4 separate regions of the Mus musculus genome follow, and all the other regions are linked to region 4. A link is a contact called in public HiChIP or PLAC-seq data. All regions are on one chromosome and are shown on one strand. The core of a region is the stretch at or near the end of the contact, and the rest is flanking DNA. Distances in the headings are between cores, read along the strand shown.

Evidence for each region. HiChIP or PLAC-seq counts read pairs in DNA pulled down with a chosen protein or histone mark.
Region 1: an H3K4me3 HiChIP or PLAC-seq map of embryonic stem cells shows a contact between it and region 4, with 24 read pairs. The contact joins two enhancer-like sites. A contact is called at or near these places in 17 of 484 Hi-C or Micro-C datasets (the AML12 cell line, cerebellar granule neurons, embryonic stem cells and 6 more), 14 of 115 datasets of contacts at active chromatin or transcription factors (craniofacial prominence, embryonic basal ganglia, embryonic forebrain and 6 more) and 2 of 9 other capture datasets (adipose tissue and liver).
Region 2: an H3K27ac HiChIP or PLAC-seq map of embryonic stem cells shows a contact between it and region 4, with 5 read pairs. The contact joins two enhancer-like sites. A contact is called at or near these places in 1 of 484 Hi-C or Micro-C datasets (nephron progenitors) and 2 of 115 datasets of contacts at active chromatin or transcription factors (both in embryonic stem cells).
Region 3: an H3K27ac HiChIP or PLAC-seq map of embryonic stem cells shows a contact between it and region 4, with 5 read pairs. The contact joins two enhancer-like sites. A contact is called at or near these places in 4 of 115 datasets of contacts at active chromatin or transcription factors (all in embryonic stem cells).

What each region holds. Positions count from the first base shown.
Region 1 is chr13:97,223,874-97,226,573 of GRCm38.p6, forward strand. No RefSeq gene overlaps it. Among named protein-coding and RNA genes, the nearest start is that of Enc1, 16 kb to the right of the region's middle. Within about 2 kb of position 1,253, at least 20 of the 459 cell types and tissues checked have an H3K27ac peak or open chromatin away from gene starts, as enhancers often do. A contact at or near this core is called in embryonic stem cells, where this site is marked.
Region 2 is chr13:97,844,075-97,846,774 of GRCm38.p6, forward strand. No RefSeq gene overlaps it. Among named protein-coding and RNA genes, the nearest start is that of Gm41031, 19 kb to the left of the region's middle. Within about 2 kb of position 1,332, at least 6 of the 459 cell types and tissues checked have an H3K27ac peak or open chromatin away from gene starts, as enhancers often do. A contact at or near this core is called in embryonic stem cells, where this site is marked.
Region 3 is chr13:97,204,341-97,207,040 of GRCm38.p6, forward strand. No RefSeq gene overlaps it. Among named protein-coding and RNA genes, the nearest start is that of Hexb, 7.3 kb to the left of the region's middle. Within about 2 kb of position 1,256, at least 307 of the 459 cell types and tissues checked have an H3K27ac peak or open chromatin away from gene starts, as enhancers often do. A contact at or near this core is called in embryonic stem cells, where this site is marked.
Region 4 is chr13:97,519,832-97,522,531 of GRCm38.p6, forward strand. It overlaps Gm41030 (a long non-coding RNA gene), which reads right to left. Exons shown (of 3, transcript XR_001781023.2): 3 at 1,019-1,102. Among named protein-coding and RNA genes, the nearest start is that of Gm41030, 6.1 kb to the right of the region's middle. Within about 2 kb of position 1,305, at least 3 of the 459 cell types and tissues checked have an H3K27ac peak or open chromatin away from gene starts, as enhancers often do. A contact at or near this core is called in embryonic stem cells, where this site is marked.

The DNA.
Region 1 (2,700 bases), core at 3-2,502, 300 kb before region 4:
GATCTGGTCCATTTCAGCATCCAGGATGACCCAGATGTGATGCTAAAGCCCCCACCGTAAATCACTTGGTCGGTCTTTCTCACCGGGAAGCTCCCACTTTGCACTGTGGTGGGTCTGGGCACTGCCTCTAAATGAAGACAGAAGCTAAGGGCAAGGGCCAGGCCTCTCTCTGAACAACATCAACTTCCTAACTGCACAGGCTCCTTTCCTAATTGACACGGTTGGTGGTCCTCCAGGAGAGTGCTCACTGAGAAGCATCAGAGACCTCTGGGAGCTGGCAATTTGCCAGAGGGTGCTGGTCTTCAAATTCAGGTGCCTTGGTCTTCATTCTCCTTATTTCCAGACGTGTCCCTAGGATGCGTCCAGCTACGTCTGATAAAGTCCCCGGTGCTGTGGTGCTCAGCTCACAGACACTAGAATGTTCCCCAGCCAAAGGTTCTGGAGCCCCTTATTCTGGGCCTAAAGACAGCTGACATCTCTGGAAGTCAATTATCTGCCATCGTCCAGATGTGTGAACACCTGCCTTGGAGGTTTGGGGAACACCAGTGTATCGGAGTCAGAGACTATGTTGCTCAATTTGAAACTGAACAGGAAAGCCTGGACTTTGTACACACAGCAAAGGGGGAGGCTGGGGACAAAGGACGCCTGACAACCTGGGAGGCCGAGTTAATAGTGAGCAGTCAAAGAAGAGTATAGAGTACAGAGGTTCGTTACAAAGTATCAGGGATTTGTTACAAAATGTGACCGAGGGAAAGGATGTGGATGTAGCCGAGTCCTTAGAGGGCTTGCTTAGAATGCACAAAGCCCTGGGGTTGATACCCAGCACTAAGTAAAGCTGAAATGGTGACACAGTCTTGTAATCCTAGCACTTGGGAGATGGAGGCTGGAGTATCAGGACTCTACTCACGAGGTGGAGTTCTGGAGAAAAATGAGGCAGAGTGAGGCAGGAGGAGGGGACTTGTTAGCTTAGAGTCTAGACATTGAAGGAGAGACTTGTGCGTGGTGGTGGGGGGGGGGGCAGGGAGAGGGAGGGAGGGAGGGAGAGAGAGAGAGAGCCTGATCATGTGATTTTTGGAAAGTGTGAACGCAGGTCTCCAGACCAGAGTGTTTGGTATATAGAGCCAACAAAGATAACAACGTGGCCAGAGGTGATGATGAGGGTCTCTACACAGGTCCTCAGGGGGAGGAGTGACTAGTTAGTTCATGAGACTGAGACAGGAACAACAAAAGCCCGCAAGCACTCACGTATGCATGCACACCCACTCGCTTTATTTTAATTTTCAACCTTGAAAGTCTGTTCTGCCTCCTATCCCTGTGTTGACAGAAGTAACTGCTCAGGCGCAGCTGAAAGACTAAAACGATTCAATTCGTAGTAGGAAGGTTTATGCAGTGACCAAGGGAAGCAATGAAGGCGGAAGGTGGCGTGCGGTTGGCCAGTAGCACCAGCGCGGGGGAAGATGGAAGATGCTATGCGCGCGCCTCTCCTTGTGCTGCTTCCCGGGAGGCCGCTTCGGTTAAGCTGTGGGGTTTTAAGGAGCTGAGTGCGTGTTTCTTTTGGATCTGCTTAGACCAGCCCCAAGGTGGCCCCACTCTCCTCAGGTTTCCTTCCTGTTAAGTGTCCTTGCCGTGATTGATGAAGTAGCCATTGGATAGCCTTTTCTAGGTTACTCGGAATATTTTCTTTTCCTTGAAGAATTTTTCAAAATGCCCTGGTTTCCTTTTTTAATTAGAATATTTATGTAACAGGTAACTTCAGCTGGAGTCTCGGATTTGCTGTTGACAGCTGAGAGACCTCAGGCACATAACCAGATCTTTCTAAACACTGGTGTTCTTATCCATAAATGGAGATCATTTTGAGACGTTTGCATTTTTTTTGAGACTAAATGATATTGTACATGTGAAAAATAATACAAATGAGAGTCATTATTTTAATGGAGTTAAAACAATTACCCATTAGGACAATAACATGCTGACTAAGTACACGTAGAAGAGATTTAGGAAGCTATATTTTTAATCACACTTATTTATTTTGTGTGTGTGCCATGCTGTAAGTTAGAGGCCACCCCTTGGGAGCTGGTAGGGGTCGAACCTGGTCAGGCTTAGTGGCAATAGTCTTTACCAGCTGAGCCATCTCGCCAGCCTTAGGAAGCATTAAAATGAATAATTCAGTACAATATCACATTAGTTGGGCACAGATGTGAGTAGTAGTTCCTTTTTTAAATTATTTATTTATTTGTGTATGTATGAGAGAAATAGAGAGAGGTACAGAAAAAGAGAGAAGAGAGACAGAGAAAGAGACAGAGAGAGAGACAGACAGACAGAGAGAGAGAGAGACAGACAGAGAAAGAGAGACACAGAGAGAGACAGAGACAGAGACAGAGAGTGTATGAGCTCATCATAGTATGGGAGGCCAGAGGAGGGTATTGGATCACAGTTCTTAGTAGGACTCTCAGCTTGTTATGTGGGGTCTAAACACTGGTCCTCAAGGTGGCTCAGCAAGCACTTTCTTTGGTTTTTAATAATTTCTCTTGCTTATGAGATTATAATACAATTGCTCTCCCCTTTCTCTCCTCTGAAACCCTGTCATCTACTGCTTCTTGCTTCTTTTCAAATACATGTCCTCTTTATTCACTAACTGTCAGTCATCAGCCTTAACCCCCGAACTCTTAGCCTATCTACCCCTGGTAGGTCCTAATTGGA
Region 2 (2,700 bases), core at 82-2,581, 320 kb after region 4:
GTAGCCACAGACGCCATCATTCTCCTGCTCAGCGAAGCACTTTGGGCTTGAGAGCTATACATGCTGAAGGAAAGCTCACCAAAGTCAACTCCATGGGACTGTATTTAGTTTCCTTTCTATTGCTGTGATAGAATACTCCGAGCAGAAGTGACTTGGAGAGGAGAGGACATAGGTCATCACCAAGGAAGTTAGAACAGGAACTCAAGGCAAGAATCTAGATCAGAAAAAAATGGAGAAACACTACCTGTTGTCTGACATCCTGGCTCATTCTTGACCAGCTTTCTTACACAGCCCTGGCTGGACCACCGTGGAGGGGAAAGACCACGATGACTCACAGTGGGTGGGCGCCCCCCTCTGTCAATTAAGACACTCAGGACAATCCCTCACAGACAGGCCCACAGACGAATCTGATAAAAGATGGTTACTCAACTGAGACTCTTTTTCAGATGATTACAGGGTATGTCAGGTTTTGAGTTCATGGTAAGTAGGACAGAATGTTAAACTGTTCTCATTTTTTGTTTGTTTTTAGAAATCTCACTCTTGAAACACAATCTGAACCCCAAACAGCTTTCTCTCCACAGTCCACTCTGGTCCCTAGAGTGCTGAGCCCATGTCTGGTTACCAGTGTTCAGTGTATCTGCCACGTGCCAGCAGATACAATAGACCAGCACCAACAAACACCCTGCCCAGAAAGGTCTCCTCTGTATTTTGGTGCCAGCCTAGATGCTTCTAATACGCAGTGAGACATAGACACCCTGAGTGGATCTAAGTCATCTTCACTCTCTCCGGATCATGGCAAAACTGGAAGTAACCTTCGTCTATTGCTCCTACGATGAATTCTCTCAACATTTTAGAGCATTCAGTTTATTTCTCCTAGTGACCCGTGTTTGATCTAGAAGACTGAGCAAATAAAAGCGAGCAGAATGAAGGAACCTAGACACATCACTTGGCGGTCAAGCTCCCAGAACTCCTCTTATCTACACAGGTATCTTCAAAACAGAGCGTTCGTTGTGGTTGTTCTCCAGTATCTTTCTCCTCGAATGCGTTTGCTGGTGTGCTTCCAGGTCAGTAAGCGGAGCACCCCACCCTTCTGAATGGCTGCTTGGCATCTGTGTGTGCCTCTACCATCCTTTCAAACAGACTTCTAGAGCAGGGCTGGGCGTTTGCTTGTGGGTTTGGGCTGCTACTTTGGTTTCTTTGGGGTTCTTCTGTATTGTATTGTTTTCCCACTGTAAGCACCGTTGAAGTGGGTGAGAGAGGACTAAGCTGGCACATTTCCTTAGGAGATATTCCTGAGAGTAAATTTGCTGAGGCAGGGTGTGATGCTTGCTGCAAATTGTTCCTTAAAACACCCTCCTCCAGACTGTGCTAACAAGTACTAACTTCGACCCAATACAGGCATCGCTGTCTTTGTTTAAAAGAAAAATCTATTCAGTCTAGCAAGTAAAAAATTTGTATGTGTTATGTGTTTCCATTTCTTTTAACTGGTGGGTCTTTTTTTTTTTTTTTTCCTTCTAATAATTTGAATGTCTCCTTTGAAAATATTTTATTCATGGTTTGGGCCTATTTCCTACCAGGTATGAACACCTTCCTCCCCATTTCCCTCTTTCCAGAGACAACCATGAAAAGTTAGATTTGTCTTCTTCCTGATCTTTTGCTGTGCATTAGGAAACACACATAGAGTTCTCAAATTTACTGTTACAACTTTTGCCAACTCTCAACTTCTCACCAACCAACTTCTTTTACATATAGTACCACATCAGCCATGTAAATTTACCTCAGTATATTGAAATGCTGAAAAAAAAAACCCACAATATGGGCGTATTGGTGCTTAGAATATTCCAGAATTCCATCATCAGTGAACATTTGAGTTGTATCCAAGTGTTTGGGGTTGTTTAATGCACATAATTCTTTATGCCTCTTTGATTATAAATGAATGTGCTCCAGGATCAGTACTTTGAAGAGAAATTAATGATTGTTATCAATTGCAATCAAAGTGCTCTCCGGAAAGCCAAGCTGCCTTCCACCAGGGGCATATCAGCGGGCCCATCTGCAGCAATGCTGACCTGTGGCCTCTGATTGCTTGCACTTATTTTGCAATTTGTCTTAGAACGTTGGTTACTAATTTTTAAAGCATCCTTTCTTGTCTCATCCTATTACTGAAGAGAGCACTCGCCCTCTCCACAGTAGGAGCCTTGTTCACGCTTTCCTTATGACTGTCAGCATTATTCCAGGAAATCTTTCACATCAGCCTGCCCAGCCTGGTGTCCCTGCCTGTCCCCTGAGCTTGGTTCTTGTCCTCCCTAGACTTCCTCCAACCTTCTGACTTCTCAGAACCGTGATCCTCAGCTGTCTTTCCATGCCAATTGCAGATCTCCCCTTCATGACATTTACCAACCATTCTTTGAACTTCTGTAAACGTCCTTTGCTTTGTTGTTTTAGAATTGCTAAGCCTCATAATAATAATGTTCAAAAATCTATTTATTAATCCTTGGCTCCGTATGAGCTGTTGTGCTAAGTGCTTTTGTAGATATCATGTCACCTATAACCTCTACACTATCAACATTTAGATTTTAAAAAAAAAATCTGAATATTGGAGAACTAAAACCATCTGCTCAAGGCCACCCATGAGTGGCAGGCCAGAGACTCCAAGCCACATTCCTCTGCTGCAGGTCCCATGCCTCCCACCACTCCACCCTG
Region 3 (2,700 bases), core at 6-2,505, 320 kb before region 4:
TGATTGAGATTTTATTAGAAACAACACGTACTTAAGAAGACTCCTTCCTTAGCCAAAGTTCTGTGAGGTTCCAGTATGCCTTATGGACTTGACCTCAGCTGTGGTCCCTATTCTACCTGGATCTGAATAGAAATTCGGTCAGATACCAAGAATTCTGGCAAGTCTGATGAGCAGAGTCCTCATGCTTGATACCGGTTCCTTTTCCCAAACTTTGGTCTCTGGTCACCTTGGTCTGCCTTCCACCGGGTTTTTAAGTTGGCTTCTGAAGAGTCCTTGAGGGACTCGGTCATTTTTCATCTCTGTCTCCCTTCCGGTATCTGGTATCCTAGCTATTTTTGTGCCAGTCTTTTTCTTCTATTGCAGTAACCTTGACACTTGACACTTGAGCCTGGGAATTGTAATTCCATGCTTCTGCGCCGATGGGAAAGCGAGGTGGGTGGCGATTGAGTGACCCACTTTTATTTTTTGGGTAGTCCCGAATAAAGTCTTCCTGTTAGTTTAGCAAATGTCAAAATAACCATTTTTCTTTAATTCAATTGAGGCAATGTTTGTGGTCGGTTGACCTTAAAGAGGGAAAGACAGAGTGGAATTTGGAGATCTTGCCAAATGCCTAATGTATCAGCATCCATGGCTTAGTTACAGAAGACAGAATTTACTATAGCTATTTTAGAAACAAATTCACTGTGGGGAACTGAGTGGCTCATAGAATCCTCACTAGGGCTGAAGAAATTGACTCGGATTACGTCAGCCTGGTTCCAATCTGGACCCACAGAAGGGAAACTCTATTTTGTCTCTGTCTTCTGAGTTCAAGATTCACGGAATCACAGGGGATGGACACCTTAACACCCTAGCAGCAAAGGAGCCTGGGAAATGTAGTTCCACGCTTCCGTGCCGATGGGAAAGCAAAGTGGGTGTCGATTGAGTGAACCAATAAACTGAGATAACTAGACAGCAAGGAACTAGGCGGGGCGGTTGCTAGCTTTCTGCCTGTGAGGAAAAGCTGTGTCAAGGCACAGCCATAGAGATCTGGAAATATTTGTGAATCCTGTCTGCAGTTATGAAACCCAATTAGCTCTTTCTGACACAGGTTTGCTAAACCGGGTCATCTCCCTCAGGGCAAAGAAAGGGTTTAGAGTTAAAACTACCCTGGCGATTGCCAAGCGTTCCCTCAGTTTTTAAAAACTAGACACAAAACCATTCCCACTTTTGTTTCTGCTCCGCAGCACCCTCTGGTGGAAATCTGCTCTCATGTTTGCCAACACTCCACTTTGATCTATTGAGAGGCGCGTTTATGTGCAACTCGGATATTTGATCAGAGCCTACCTAGACCGAGATGCTGCAAAATGAAACCTCGGTCCCCAAGAACCAAGTAAGCAAAACAACAATGCAAACAAGCCTCAAAACACACATTGAACTTTGAAAGCTTCTCAAACTAAAACCTCCAGACTGGGGACAGAGGTCATGTTGGTGACTGATTTCTGCCGTCTCTCCTGAAAATGTTCCTCTTTGCCCCTTTCTCACCCTCACAGCCTAAGTATGACTCTAAGGAGGAAGCTGAACTGGGGAATCAGACCTGTAACTGCAAAAGGACTTAACTGAGGGTGTCAACAGACAAGGGATTGTAATAGAACATCAGGTAAATAGAAATGGAGCCACAGGGTAGCTATCACTCCAGCACACCTATCGTCCCTGTCCGACACAAGAGGTCTACAAAGAGGTCCAAGTCTGTATTCTTGGGCAGAATGACACTCTTAGGTTTAGAGTTGAATTTTAAGGTTAGGAACCCTCAATTCTGTTCTTGCTGGAGGCCTTCAGCAAGATCCATTGTACCAGAGGTGGGGTGTCTGCAAGCGTGAGGCTGGATCTGGTGCAGAGGCTTAAGGGTCACATCTCATTAGCCTGGGAAGGCCCAGGTTGAAGGCTGAGGTTCAGTGGGCATTGGGGACAAGAAGACTCTGTGTGTGTGTGTGTGTGTGTGTGTGTGTATGCAGAACAAGAAAGCTGGAGACTCCAGAAGAGCTTGGAAGAGAAACAGCTTTCTTTTGTTGACAGCACGCTGGCTAGTCAAGGGAGCTGCACAACTGGTTCACTCTGAGAAAGAATACTATTCTGGTAGGTCTTATTGCCAACGTGTCACAGTCAGAGTCACCTGGGGGGTGGGGTGGGGGGACCTCAATTGAAGAGTTAGTTGCCTCAGTGAGATTGACCTGTAGTCCTGTCTGTAAGGGATTGTCTTCAATAGACTTGTGAGGGAGGTCCAAGACCACTGTGGGTGGTACCATTCCTAGGCAAGTGGTCCTAGGCTGAATAGAAAGTTAGAGGGGAGGGAGGGAGGGACTGAGGGAGGGGGGAAGAGAGGGAGGAGAAAGGCAAAGAGAGACAGAGACAAACAGAAGAGAGATAAAGATAGACAGAGACAGGCAGACAGACATGCAGACAGACAGAGACAAAGAGAGAACCAGAGAAGAGTAAGTCGTGTTCCTCTATGGTCTCTGTGATTTTGGTTCCGTTCCTGCTCCGACTTTCCTCAACAGAGAACTGAAACACAAAAGTCTAGTCTAAAATTAAATCCTTTTCTCTTCAAGTTGGATTTCGTTAGCCTGTCATCTCAGTAGCAGAAAACAAACTAAAGCAGCCCCTTACCTTGATAGGGTCTGAAATGATCTCATAGGCAAGCCTCCAGATGCACTTCTGAGGGAT
Region 4 (2,700 bases), core at 55-2,554:
GCTATTAAAGACGAAAGGGTACAGATGACATCTGTCCCCCCACTCTGAGATGGGCGGAAGCTCCCTCTTAGCTCTGTGCTGTCTTGATCATGTGGATTCCAGGGAAGCACTCCAAGCTTTGCTGTATACCAGCACTTGCACAGCCCTGGGCTGTCTTTGCCTTCCATGGTGATTTTCATGTCCTGTTGGTAAGCGGTGGGAAGCCTTCTCCTAGACTTTGATAAGGCTGGCCCTGTACTTTCAGCCCGTGACCATATGCAAAGGCCAGACTACACAAAGAGACAAAATAAATGGCTTTTCCTGTCACTGGAGAGAGAAGAGGCTGAAGACAGACTTGCTTTCTTTGCAAGATCTTCCACTTATTATACAACCCAAAGCTTTCTGCGGTCTGATGCTGGAAACCGTAATGAGCACACTGCAGGGAAACCATTATAAACAGGTATAAACGAGTAACTGATCAATACTAATCAGTAAGCATAACCTCACTCAAGTTCTGGCCATATGGAGGGGTAGATTATCATTTTTTAATGTCCCAGGGAGGAGTCAGAGAAACACAAGATGTTCCCGGGCTTGCAGTAAAGAGAGGATGTAAAGGGACTCTCAAGCCCTTTAGAGGTGCATGTTGTATGCAAGGTCTCAAATGAGAAATTATTTGGAACTTAATGTGATAGCTCCAACACGCTCACTGAAAATACTGATACTTTGTTAAAGAAGTAGGTTAAAAAGGAAGTAACAGGCTAGAGAGATGGCTCGGTGGTTAAGAACACCAACTGTGCTGGGCCGTGGTGGTGCACGCCTTTAATCCCAGCACTTGGGAGGCAGAGGCAGGCAGATTTCTGAGTTCGAGGCCAGCCTGGTCTACAAAGTGAGTTCAGGACAGCCAGGGCTATACAGAGAAACCCTGTCTCGAAAAAGCCAAAGCCAAAAAAACAAAAACAAAAACAAACAAAAAAAATAAACAAACAAACAAAAACACTGGCTGTTCTTCTAGAGGACCTGAGTTCAATTCCCAGCATCCACCCGTAGGTTCCCAACATTCTCTAACTCCAGTTCCAGGGTAGTTGATGTCTTCTTCTGAACTCCATGGCCATCAGGTGCACACCTGACACACAAATAAAGGAATGAATAAATACACATTTTAAAAATTAAGCAAGACAGGAGAATTGAGAAGACAGAATATGGAGGATAGATGTGGGAAAGAGGGAGGAGCCATCCAGAAATCACTAGAGAGTGAAACTCGGTTTAGCTCCTAGGTCACATGACAGGCCTCTGTTGAGGCTGAGTTGGTTTCTAAGGTGTGGCTGACTTGAAGGATTCCTGGGGATGTATGTATCTGTTCATCGGAGAGCAGTGGGGCCCTTAACATGGCGCCTGCTCCCGTGCCGGCCACAGGCTCTGCTACGCCCCCTTCAGGTCAGAGTTCAGACCTAGTTCAGTGGCGCTCTGGAGTGAATAAGCCGAGGTCTGGAGTGAATAAACAAATAGACGTAGATGTTATCAAGAGGGATCTGTTAATATGACTTCCAGCTGTATAGGTTGGGTAGCCCACAATGGCCTGAATGCTGAAGAGGCTAGAATTTCAGTAGTAGCCTAGCCCTGTGTAGCTGGATGGCGGAGGCAGCTGGGGCAGCTACAACAGCAACAGATCCATACAACGGCCAGAAATGAAGGGGCGCAAGCAAGCAGTAAAGGGCTGCGCCCTGTGATTTCTTTGTGTTTGGGCTACTTTGCATTTGATACCCCTCACTCTGGGGAACAGTCTGCTACCCTCAGACAGTCCTTCCTGGAAACGATACAGACCTCCTCAAAGATACGTCTCTTAGCTGATTTAGATGCCATCAATTTTATGATCATGATTTGCCGTCACATCTGGGTTTTAATCTGGATTCTACCACTGGACAAATCAGTGGGCCACTGGATAAGTCACTTTGGCCTTGAAGCCTATTTTTTCTTGTTTACAAATATAAGCTTTATAGCCCCTCCCACCCAGACTTGAGAACATATGGGAGGGGGGAGAGAGAGAGAGAGAGAGAGAGAGAGAGAGAGAGAGAGAGAGAGAGATCTTCCTTTTATATGGATAGTGCCATAACCACAGGTAAAGGTGGGAGGTAAGCCAAGTGGATTCTGGGAATATGGTGACTGTTGCCTTGGCAACAGGTGTGAGGGTCTCCCTGTCACCTAGATGTGATATCACTGGGTTGGGAGATCCTGATACCAGCATGGGTGACTTCTGGCCAGGTCTTTTTGCCCTCCTCACCCAGCTCAGGTCTCCAGAGGCTGCCTAGGCTGCTCATGCTAAGCTTACCATGGGTCTGGGTTTACCGGATTCACAGCAAGGGCGGGGCAGCTGGAGTGGGCTGCCCAATACCAGCAGAGGAACAAATCATCGAATGTTAAAATAATGACAAGATCATGTGACGTGGGATCTGCTTATCACCAACTCTAAATAGTGTAATAAGGAAATATTTGGGGGGCCTGGAGAGATGGCTCAGTGGTTAAGAACACTTGCTGCTCTTGCGGAGGACTTGTATCTAGGTCCCAGCACCTACGTGGGTGCTCATAACCGTGCTTTGAGTCCCAGGGCATCAGTCATGCTCTTTCGGCCTTTTTAGGCATCAGGTATGCCTGTGGAGCACATACATACATTGAAGAAAAACACTCCTACACACAAAATGTAGATAAGTATTTTTTAAAGGAAGA